Linked DNA regions of Mus musculus: regions 1 and 3 are each linked to region 2. Evidence: chromatin contacts called from public Hi-C data. All regions are on one chromosome and are shown on one strand. Each heading gives the region's core, a stretch centred on a gene start, on an enhancer-like site or on the middle of the called end of the contact. The rest is flanking DNA. Distances are from core to core; before and after follow the strand shown. Region 1 overlaps Gm40576 (a long non-coding RNA gene). Region 2 has its middle 45 kb from the start of Gm40577. Region 3 has its middle 30 kb from the start of Gm34719.

The links. A called contact is a pair of places that touch in the nucleus more often than the background predicts.
Region 1: a Hi-C map of cerebral cortex shows a contact between it and region 2, with 4 times the contacts expected there. The contact joins two enhancer-like sites. A contact is called at or near these places in 3 of 15 datasets of contacts at CTCF or cohesin (CD8 T cells and embryonic stem cells), 41 of 484 Hi-C or Micro-C datasets (the HL-1 cell line, cerebral cortex, embryonic stem cells and 6 more) and 7 of 115 datasets of contacts at active chromatin or transcription factors (embryonic stem cells, pancreatic cancer cells and stem cell-derived neural progenitor cells).
Region 3: a Hi-C map of cerebral cortex shows a contact between it and region 2, with 2.2 times the contacts expected there. The contact joins two enhancer-like sites. A contact is called at or near these places in 2 of 15 datasets of contacts at CTCF or cohesin (the NIH/3T3 cell line and stem cell-derived epiblast-like cells), 5 of 484 Hi-C or Micro-C datasets (cerebral cortex, embryonic fibroblasts, forebrain and 2 more) and 6 of 115 datasets of contacts at active chromatin or transcription factors (the NIH/3T3 cell line, astrocytes, embryonic stem cells and 1 more).

The regions. Positions count from the first base shown.
Region 1 is chr12:110,226,844-110,230,411 of GRCm38.p6, forward strand. Gm40576 (a long non-coding RNA gene) reads right to left here. Exons shown (of 3, transcript XR_001780704.2): 2 at 774-3,568. Among named protein-coding and RNA genes, the nearest start is that of Gm40576, 8.8 kb to the right of the region's middle. Within about 2 kb of position 1,343, at least 11 of the 459 cell types and tissues checked have an H3K27ac peak or open chromatin away from gene starts, as enhancers often do. A contact at or near this core is called in cerebral cortex, where this site is marked.
Region 2 is chr12:110,371,237-110,375,189 of GRCm38.p6, forward strand. No RefSeq gene overlaps it. Among named protein-coding and RNA genes, the nearest start is that of Gm40577, 45 kb to the right of the region's middle. Within about 2 kb of position 2,440, at least 29 of the 459 cell types and tissues checked have an H3K27ac peak or open chromatin away from gene starts, as enhancers often do. A contact at or near this core is called in cerebral cortex, where this site is marked.
Region 3 is chr12:110,116,374-110,120,034 of GRCm38.p6, forward strand. No RefSeq gene overlaps it. Among named protein-coding and RNA genes, the nearest start is that of Gm34719, 30 kb to the left of the region's middle. Within about 2 kb of position 1,623, at least 5 of the 459 cell types and tissues checked have an H3K27ac peak or open chromatin away from gene starts, as enhancers often do. A contact at or near this core is called in cerebral cortex, where this site is marked.

The sequences.
Region 1 (3,568 bases), core at 93-2,592, 150 kb before region 2:
CTTTTCAAGAAAAAGCGGCATCATCCGTCTCCATGGTGATGCGGAAATGCGGGCTGTAAACAGAGGTGCACGCCTGTACACGTATGAAATGTGTTGCTAGAGTTTGGCCCTTGCCATCACCGAGGGGGGCAAGCAGGTGATTAGCTCTTTCCAGAAAGTCTGAGTGAGCTTCTGTCTTTAGGTAGCTGGATCAATGTATCTCCCAAGTAGAGATGGCTCTCTCCATCAGTGATGCATATCCCCCGCCCCACGAGGGTGGATGTGGCAATTCCATGGGACCTTGCAAGGGAAGCACTCAGAACCATACTTAGTACCCAGTGATCTCTCAGGAGCACGCAAACCCAACACTGTGGGACTCAGGTCAGAAAATGTCAGCAAGATGTTGCTGTCCAGGGATGCCTGAGTCAGGGGACTGACCAGCCAGTGAGGGAACTGAGAGAGCTAGCTGGAAACGTGTGAAACCTGAGTGGAGCTCCTGGGCTGATGGGGGACCTGACAGTCACAGAGCAGCTGTGACAACGCAGCCTCTGCAGAGACAGCAACCATGAGCTGAGGGTCTTGGCTTGTTGGGGAAGACAACAGGGGTCTCTGGATGAACTCTGGGGAGCAGTGACATGGGACAAGGTAGGTATCAGCTCACAGGAGGACCACTAAGTTAACCCCACCCCACCACAGCACCCTGCCTGCATCTCAGACCACTGTTAAGGGGAGGAAGTGGGTTAAAGCCACCTTTCTGTCCTCCCAGGGTCTTGTTCCCTCCGAAATCTCCTCACCTAGAAGCATGGCACTGTAACCTTGTCATGTCTGTGACTGAGGGTCCTCCTGTGACTCTGCACACACAGTAGGCACTTCTAGTGGAGGAAATCTGGCACATAGTAGGTACAAGAGGACATCTGATGAGGAAGGTCCGAGAAACAGGATGGGTACTGGGTAACATCAGGTAGGAGACATGTTAGCACACTGTAGTACTTGAACACTGGCCAAGCTAGCCCCTGGCCATTCTTTGGGGGTACACAGAGGTTGCATGGTCTGACCTGCATGTGTACTCCCCTCGCCCCAGAACCTCAGTCCCCAGGCCTCTCCTTGGTCACCTCTGCCAGGATCTGGGTGTCCTCAGGAGACCCCGGGAAGCGGGTGCCGCAGAACTGGGAGGCAGTGTTCCCTTCCGTCTTCACATCGGGCTGAGACTCAAAACAAAACTGTCAGATTTCAGAACATTTCACAGCAGCAAAAATAACTGCACTTGGGGAAAAAACATGCAGACACTTCTCAAAGTCATGTAGTCGCTTCAACAATGTGCCAAAGGCTTCTGGAATTGACAGGTTCGGTTTGCCACGCACCAAATGCGCCTACCCCTGCCAGCCTCATCTCCCGAAGCTCCCGAAGTCTTTGTGTGCCAAAGCCGTGGTACAGAAAAGACAGCAAGCAAGCAGGACGCCACGGGGCTGCCTTGGCTCGGCCCTATTACATTACAGCTTCAAAAACCCTGCCCAGAACTCACAGGTCCCACATGCCAAGTCCAAGGTGACTGAAGCAGGAGCAGGCAGATGGGGGCCACATTCAATCGCATCTGATTGCACGCAGGGCTCTCCCCGTTGGCCACTGCATTTGGTCTTCCCAGCCACCTACAAGAGACATGTCTCTGCTGTGCAGATGGAGGTATCCCTGGTCAGAGGCAGCCTTCCTTTCCTGGGAAGGAATCCTATTGGCTTCTGTCAGGGCTCTGCATCCTCTGCAGCAATATGAGGAGTGGCTGGAGGACTGCAGGGAAGAGCCCTTACTCTGAAAGCATGTGGACCTGGGTTCGAGTCTCCAGTGCCCACACTAAAAAGTGGAGCATGGTTGCCTGCACCTATAACCCCAGCTTTGGGAAGAATGTTGGAAGCAGGAGGACCCAGGGACTATGAGGCAAGGCAGCCCAGCTAGAAAGGAGAGCTTTGGGTTCAGTAGAAGACGTTTTCTCAAGGTAATAAGGCAGTGATTGATTGATAGCTGGCGTTTTGCTCTGGCCTCTTAAAGTGCAGATATGGATGCACGCACCCATACAGGTACATAGGCCACATACACACAATAAAATTAAAACACAGTTTTTAAAGGAGGACAAAGGGGTGGTTAGGCATGTAGTTTCCCAACCAAAAATAGTAGTACCTTCTGTCCTCCTTAAGCATCTAGGTTGGTCACATGGCACATTTGATCACTGGGTGTGGGCAATGCCCTCTGACCCTGTTCTCACCTTCTCAGGGCAGGAAATGAAAGAAAGGCTCATCTTAGATGGCACGGAGAAGTCACTTGCGGATCAGCAGGGCCATGAGAAGCATAGGGGCTGAGCTGGCACTGTGAAGCTGCCCCAGGAGAACCTGGACCCTGTCCACACCATTGTGGCCTCTGAGGGAAATTAGCACTTAACCTACAGTGAGTGTCGGGCAGCAAGACTTGCCACGGCCCCTCCCAGAGCTCAGAACAAAGAGCCCAAACAGGGAGCTTTGCAGAATCCCATCCAGGGAGAAGCAGAGACAGGTGAAGGAGGTCTTCATAAAGACAGGACTCTATCCTGGCTAGGACTCTGGGTCCAAGCAAGTAGAAGAACAAATGCCCTTGAACTGGAGCAATGGTAGAGAGATGGAGAGATGTCAGCATGTTGGACATGGGCTTCAGAGGGAGCTTGGGGAAGACACTGGCACTGAGTGAAGCCATTGAGGGTGGTAGAGGATACTGTGGGAGAGCCAGTGTGCCTGTGTCTTTACTGGGAGTCGGGATACACCAGCCCAGACTCGGGCACTGTAGAGTGACTGAAAGGAGGTGCCCAGCAGGCAATACAGGTCTGGACGTCAGAAAATGGCCCGAGAGTGTAAGGGAAGGGATTGACCACTGATGCTTAGCAGTGGGTACCAAAGGCGGCAGTGAGACTGGCTGGGAGAATGAAAGGTGACCCAGTGAGAACGAAAGAGGAGTCTAAGGAACAGCAGACTTTTAAGGTTGATAGAAAGGAAAGGGCCTTTGGGGGTGCCCTGGGAGAAGGAGGATCCCCAGAGGAAAAGGGGGGGTATGAGAATTGCAAATCCAGAAGTCCTGAGAAAGAATGGGCTAGCTGGGTCAGTACAGTCCATCAGATCAACCAAGATGGCTACGTTGGGGGTGGAGGGAGCGGATGGCAGATAGCAGAGGATGCAACACAGAGAGTAAAGTCAACCCAGGACCACACAGGACATGTGAGAGCCTTTGGGGGTGAGCAGGGGGCTTTAAGGTATGAGGAACAGGGACACGGGCATGTGGGATCCTGGAGGAGCGCAAGGGTGCCTGGCAGAGGTGGCTCTGTGCAGCAGTACATCTTATTTCAAGGCTAATCTTCGCCATCCTCCAATTTCCACCGCTTTCTACTTAATATTTTCCTTAGATTCAATCCAAAATAGTCTCAAGTTTTAAACCTGCCTTCTGCTAGACAACACTCTCAATAAAAATCCAAATTTGTTGGAATATTTTTTTCTAATACACATGAAAAAAAATGTGCCATTATATAAAAGAGCTGTCCGGACACATCTGAAATTGCCTTGAAACCCGCAGAGTTCCC
Region 2 (3,953 bases), core at 1,190-3,689:
GCCTCCTGATGCAGTGATGTGCTTCCTCAGGAAGGCCTCCCGATGCAGTGATGTGCTTCCTCAGGAAGGCCTCCTGATGCAGTGATGTGCTTCCTCAGGAAGGCCTCCTGATGCAGGTTTGCTTCCTCCAGGAAGGCCTCCTGATGCAGTGATGTGCTTCCTCAGGAAGGCCTCCCGATGCAGTGATGTGCTTCCTCAGGAAGGCCTCCTGATGCAGTGATGTGCTTCCTCAGGAAGGCCTCCTGATGCAGGTTTGCTTCCTCCAGGAAGGCCTCCTGATGCAGTGATGTGCTTCCTCAGGAAGGCCTCCTGATGCAGTGATGTGCTTCCTCAGGAAGGCCTCCTGATGCAGTGATGTGCTTCCTCCAGGAAGGCCTCCTGATGCAGTGATGTGCTTCCTCCAGGAAGGCCTCGTGATGCAGTGATGTGCTTCCTCCAGGAAGGCCTCCTGATGCAGTGATGTGCTTCCTCAGGAAGGCCTCCTGATGCAGTGATGTGCTTCCTCCAGGAAGGCCTCCTGATTCATTGATATTACATAACCTCCCCAAACAGTGTGCCTACCTGTGGACCAAGTGCTCAAACCCAAGAGGCTGTGGAGGAGATTTTTTGGTTCAAACCAGTGCAATCCCTGCATTCCATGAGACTCCAAAGGACCTGCTGACTATAGCTCAGCCTTAAAGGGTTTGCTTGGCATACACAGGCCATAAGTTCAACCTTCAGCCTGTAAGAGGGAGAGACTGGCTCTACAACCTAAGCTGAATTCATGCCACCCTTCACGAGTCTCAGTGTCCCCTGCATCCAACAATGGAAACTGGCCTGTGTTTCAGGACCCTGAGGTGAACACAGGCCAGGCATGATCAGCAGCACCTGGATTAAGGTAAGTTCTGCATGGCAGAAGATCATGCTAGCCATACTGAGGCTGCCAAGGGCACAGCAGGAGGCAGCCCCACCGGGCCTGCTCTGGGAGTGTGTGGGGGTACACCCAGGCTGGCAGGAGGACTGTAGCAGGGAGCCAGAGCCTCCCGGGCACTCTTGCCCTCTGCTCCGGTTGTTCACTTCTAGGAACTGACCCTAAGGCCGCAATCAAGGATTCCTACAGCGCCTAGCCCAGGGCTGCGCTGGCCAGGCCATGTGGCGAGTCAGTGTCCACACCCTGGGGGGCCTCCTCTGTGCAGTGCTGTGTAGCTGTGGGAAGCCAGGATTTTGGCTAGATGGCATGAAGCTGGCATTAAAACCAGTGAAAAGGTCAGGATGGGAACAACTGTACGTGGATGTCCTTGACGGGAAGCTGTTTGGGCATTCGTTTGAAAATGTCCCGGACTGAAGAAGCACCCTGACCTTCCTGCCAATTCCTAGGGCCCCCCAACCAGCCCCTTCCTGAAATTTGGTACCTAAAGCCAGAGCCCAGACCTCTCCCTGCCCCTCCAAATCCCTGGCCTCGCCTACCACCCCTGGGAAGCAGATGATGGAATCTTACTGGTGAACTGGCTTTGCTGACTACCCCATTTCTTTTTACCCTTCCACATCATCTGAAAGGAGCAGAGAAGCGAAGCAAGCTAGGGCGTTGGCTGGCTAGGGATTTGTCCCGATCCTACACCTCACCCCCTCCGCCACACATCCACACTCTTCCAGTCCCTCTCCCCACTTCCCTCCTGCTCAGGGCCTGTAGCAGCCTGCTCCAAAGCCCAGAAAAGGAAGAAGAAGAAAAAAAAAACCTAACAACAATAACAATGCTCAGAGTCAATTCGCCGAGCCTAGCCATGCTCACGGCTGTCTCTCAGAGCTGCCCCCTCCAGACTCAGTTTCTCTACCTGGGAAGGAAGCATAACCACACCCCGCCCCGGGACCAGTGAGAGTCTGTGGAAGGAACAGTGTATGGTGTGAAGGGGTACCCTCTGGAGGCTTCTCCTGGGGCCCCCAGACCCTGAAAAGCCAGAGCAGAACCAAGCCAATCGCTGCTTTAAAGACATACCACTCCCCTGACAGCCCGAGGGCCAGGCCAGCCATGAAGGCGGAATCAAGACCCCAACAGAATTCTGTAATGAACACTCTGCTGTCTCAGTTTATGAGAGAATACATAAGACGTGTAATTGCTTTTGTATTTCGGACACTCATTAGAAGAATAATAAATGTTATTATTTATTAATATGGCAATGAATCATTCAGTTTTTTAAATTAAACATTAAACCGCTAACAAATTAAATGTAAATTATTAGGCCCGCGGATGATGGAGAGGCTCCCCGGGGAGGGGGCAGCTCGCTGGCTGCGCAGAAGCACGCCGCATGTCCCGGGACACAGCCGCAGGGCCGGGGTGAAGCGAGGACAAGACGGCTTGTGGGCTCAGCCTGCCCCCTGCTGGTTATCAGCAGGAACGCAGCAGTCGCAAGCACCCCATCCGCCCAGCGCCAGACTCCTCTGGATCCTTCTAGAAGCAGCTACGCCACGGGCTGTCAGGCGCCTGCGCTCTTGTCCCGCATGAATTTTTGCTGCGCAGACCTAGTTGGGGAGGGCTATCTGGCTTGGAAATGCGTGCGCCCTTGAAAGAAAACCGCCTCCTCTGTCCTCTGCAGCCTGGACCATAGTTCCTGGTGCACTGTCGTCACTAATAAGCATCCACTTGTAGAAAAAAAAAAAAAAAGCACAGAGATCCTCAGTATCTAGCAGAGGTTGCACAGCCAGAAGCTGGCAGAGTAGGAGATTGCAGTCCACCTGTGTCCAGTCCAAAGCCTGTGTTTATCTTGTATTGCTTGTTGGCCCTCTCAGGAGTTGGGGTCCCAGGCTAGTCTTCTGGAACCCATAAAGAGACACCTGTGTAAGGAGCCAAGGGAGTTATTTCCAAAGGACTAAACACCACATACCAAGTTACCTAGTGCACATAGCTGTTCAATAAGGTAGGCGCACGCCCACGCCCATTCCCAGGATATGTAAGCTGAGGCTGAAAAAGACTGCAACAAGCAAGAAATTAGAACTAGTACCTGCCAACCCAGACTTGGCTCCTGATCACTCCAGAACCAGACCCCATTCCTCAGGAAGCAGTGAGCAATCCCTCTGCCCACTCGTGTGCCCACTCCCCTGTATAACACACACACATGCTGGCCAGTACCCATGCCTTAAGGGAACACTAAGCTCAAATCGTATGAGTCCTCGTATGAGGGCACTGGGGGGCGGGGGGCGCGGGGGAGAACCGGGGTGGGTCCCTGACGCCGACAGTGCTAGTACGGCTGCTCTCTGGGACCTCCAGTTTATTCTTTAAGGAAGATCTCAGGAATTGAGCCACTGAACACTGAAGCCCCAGTCCCACAAAGTAAGGCTTCTAGGAAATACCCCAGACACTCGCTGAGACAGACTTCTGGGAAGGGGCTCACAGCCCACCCCAAACTGAGGGGGTTAGCCCTCTGCCGTCAGCCCAGGCTGCTGGGACAGGGAAGTCCAGCCCATAGGCAAGCCCTGGCTGCAGCTATGGGGTCTGAGGGCAGATGCACACCTGGGGGTCCTGGTCCTCTCTTTTACTCCTTATCTGTGTGTGATCTCCGCCCTGGGCTACCCCTTGGCTCCCCACAATACCCTTCCTGCCTTGGTCAGTCTAAGTGGATATCTGCTACACAGAAAGCCACTCTCTGTCAGATTATCACGTTATCCCCTCATAATAGGTACAACAATTATAAGCACCCATCAAGCCTGGCTGACGGACCCTACATCATAGGGCAGATTGAGCCACGGTTTGTTTCCCTGTGTCTCCCCTGCCCCTCTGACACCCACCCCTAGGAGAGGATGGTCGGGTGAAGGAAAGGTAAGGGGTTATTGCTTTTCGTTTGGCCCAAGCTGGGAACCACTGGAGGTTGAACTGTGAACTTGTTCCAGCTTTCCTCTGGACCTGGATGTCCCACCTTTGCAGTGAGGTGCTACAAGGTACCCCAGTAGGAGTGTGCAGAAGGTGGGGTGGGGGGGGAGGC
Region 3 (3,661 bases), core at 373-2,872, 260 kb before region 2:
GTGTCTCTATGAAATGTTGTCTAGCAGCGAGCTGAGTACAAGCCAGATGAACTCTACATTTAAACAGTGCCCACAAAAGCCCCTGGCCAAACCCACCTGAATTCTTGGGGCCATGGCTTCTTTGATGTCTTCTAGATCTTGGGAAGAGTCTGGCCGCCAGGTACTCAGAGATCAGTAGAAACCACTCAAAATTAGTTTTTGATCAATCAAAAAAAAAATGTTCTGTTCTGTTTTGTTTTGTTCTGTTTTGTTTTGACAGAAGTGAATAAACAGACTGATAAGAGCAGAGGAGAAGTTTCTAGATCAAGTCCACTGTGAACCAAATACGGAGAAGGCTCCCAGCTCAGGAGACAGCATCAGATGGGGTTGGACGTAGGGATGACGTGGGGTGCTATATCCAATAAACATGTACACCACTGTAACTTCCCAAACTACATCTCACTGATCCAGAACTTTCTGTCAGCGGACGGAAAGGTATCTGAGAACAGCAACAGGTATGGAATGTGCAGGCAGACACCTTTCCAAAATGTACCTGGTTCCCAGTAGCTCAGGCTTTGGATCCTGGCCCTGCCACTTAGCTGCGGAGTGGCTCTCAGTCATAACACAACTCAGTGTGAGGGTTCCCCTCTTTATGCCATGTCTATGATAATTATCTTGTTTTCCTTATGTGTGCTTATGAAAACTCAAGTGAGGGGAGATAAGTACTGAGAACTGTAGCTGCCGAGAGATTTGCCACCTTATTCAAACCTCTGCCCAGCTCTGGGGCAAACACATTCCTTGAGATCTCAGATACTGAACTGATCTAAAATTGCACAAGGTCAGAACACTTCCAGGAAGCCACCAATTCCTGTATGTATGCTAGAGCTGGGAGCTGGGACACTGGCTGACATTTCCATCAACATTGCCACAAGACAACTCATCAGCTCCCTGTCACATAAAGGGAAACTGAGGCACAAAAAATGTCTAGGATTTTGGCTGCCCAGCTGGAGAACGAGAGGGCCACTAAGCAAATGTTTACACCCCACACCACTGATGATCTAGGGAAAGCTCACACACAGAATTATCACCCAGCAGCAGACCACCCCCCCCCCTGAACTGACTGGAGCTCAGATCACAGCTCTGGGGAGTAGCCATCCACCTCTAGACTCACAGAATGACAGTCGCCAGATCTGAGAGTCCATGCACTCGTGTTGGCTTCACAGGCACAGCAGTCCCCACCAGGACCACTCCTGCTGGTCAGTGTACAATGGCAAGCAGAGTCCCCAGAGGAATTGGGACTGGAATGGTGAAGGGCCACCCTCTGGAAGAGGCAGGAGCCAGGTAGCACTTGACCTAGGAGAAGCTCAGGCCTAGTTCCTGAGCCAGCCCCACCCAGAACTGATCTCGGGGACTTCCTACAGTAGGTTCAGGGCCACTGCCAGACACGGGGTAAGAATACACACAGTTCTACAAGGCGGAGGAAAAGGAGAGAGAAGCGGAGAAGGCTGTCAGCCCAGCTCTTTTTTCCAGCATCTTGTATTTAAACTATCAAATGTTTTAGCCAATCTGCAGAAAATAAATTCTTTGCACAGGGGAAGAAATTTGGCTCTGTCTCTCAGCAGAAGGCCCTGCTCACAGTTCCCCATGGCTCCTTAGCTGAGGCAGGGCAGCTCTCTGCAGCCTCTCCACACTGCCGTGTATCTGGGATTTACATAATCACGGGCAAATAAAACGATAAAGGCACACTCTTTCATAACAGGCATATTGTTACTATTATTATTCTTAAGGCAAATTAGCTTCTGATTATAGGGATTAGTCAGACCCCGGTCCTGTTGCCTGAGATGGGGCTGAATCTTGCTTCCTTCTTTTTAACAAGGAGGAGAGCTGTTGTTTCGATGTCAGGAAATTACATAAAATGGTACTCGCTCAGAGGGAGAGAGCCTCGGAAAGTCATCTAATTATCAAAATTTTACCTCAAGTTTATTAACTTTTTGTTGCGTTTTGTTTGGCTGCTTCCTCTTAGAAGTATCTCTGATATTTGAGTGTCCTATTTTCCAGATATTTCTGTGTATCTAGGGGTGGAGGGCACCCATCACTGAAGGGATTTGTGGTTCCTTTTGACTAAAGAGATACTCATGCTTGCTCTCTCTCTCTCTCTCTCTCTCTCTCTCTCTCAGTGTGTGTGTGTGTTCAGTTTGTTTGTTTGTTTGTTTGCTTGCTTGTTTGCTTGTTTGAGTCAAGGTCTTATCAAGTATTCCAGCTGGCCTGGCCCTCCTCGTGATTCTCCTGCCTCATTCTCCTTGGAGAGATCAGCCATCACACCTGGTTCCTGCAATTTTTCTTGGAGAGTCAACAAGGCAGAAATTGTGTGCCTTTCTGTGGACAAAGACCCTGAAACTCAAAGCTGCCAGGAACCTAGGGCAAGACATCACCCAAGTGCATAGGAGCCTGGGGGATCAGGTCAGGCCCATGGGCCCCCAGGGGGCCAAGCAGAGATACTCACATCCAGATGGCACCATGTGCTTATCCAAGGTCTAATTCTGCTTTTCTCTCTTGTAGATACTTCCTTCCAAGTGGACATTTCATAATAGCTAGATATGGTTTGAGCCATCAGACTAGGGCAAGTGGTGGAATAGCCTCAGGTGCTACTGGAATCTAATAGACCAAGGCCATGAAGGCTTTCCAGTATCCCACACCTCTAGCCCCCTTTGCCTTTACCCCCTAAGAATTCTCTGCCTCCAATGTCAACAATGCCATAGTTGAGAAACCTTGGCTTAACTGATTGGAATTCTTGTGACTATTATTAATAGATAGCAACTGATGTTAGATAGATAAATGGATAGATAAATATGATGGTTGACAGGTAGATGATGGATAGAAAGATAGATATATAAATAGATAAGTGACTAACACATGATAGATATTAGATAGATGATAACAAGATGACAGAAAATATGATAAATATGTAGGTAGTGATTGATAGATAATGATAGGTAATCATTGTAGATAATGATTGATAGATGTTGATTAGCTAAACATACAGATATGAACAATTGATGAATAATGAAAATAGACACGTGGTAGATAGATAGATAGATAGATAGATAGATAGATAGATAGATTGATAGATAGATAGGTAGATAGATAGGTAGATAGATAGATAGATAGATAGATAGATAGATAGATAGATAGATAGATAGATAGATGGATGGATGGCAGGTTACATATAGAGTGATAGTAGACAGGCAGGCAGACAGATCTCTGGGCCTGGAACATCTTGGGCGTTTCTGGAGAGTTGCTATTCTATTTCACAATTTTAATCTGAGTTGAATTAAACTAAAATAAGGCAAAATTTATATAACTGGCTACACTTCCATGTCAGATCACCTCCTTCATTGTTTATACATACAAACACACCAACTTTTAGGGATGTGAGAACTGGGGCTTGGTGGTTCTGTGTGTGAGCATGCATGCATGGGTGTGTGTGCTGGGATTGTGGAGATGAGCCATCACACCTGGTTCCTTCCACTCTGGGTTCTAGGGATTGACCTCAGGTAGCCAAGCCTGGGCAGTGACAACTTCAACATGCTGAGCCATCTCAGCAGCCCCAGTTAGGGGAATCTGGATGGAATGTGTCAGTGTCTCCTTTTAGACCCTGCCTCAGGTGTAGCTGACCTGATGA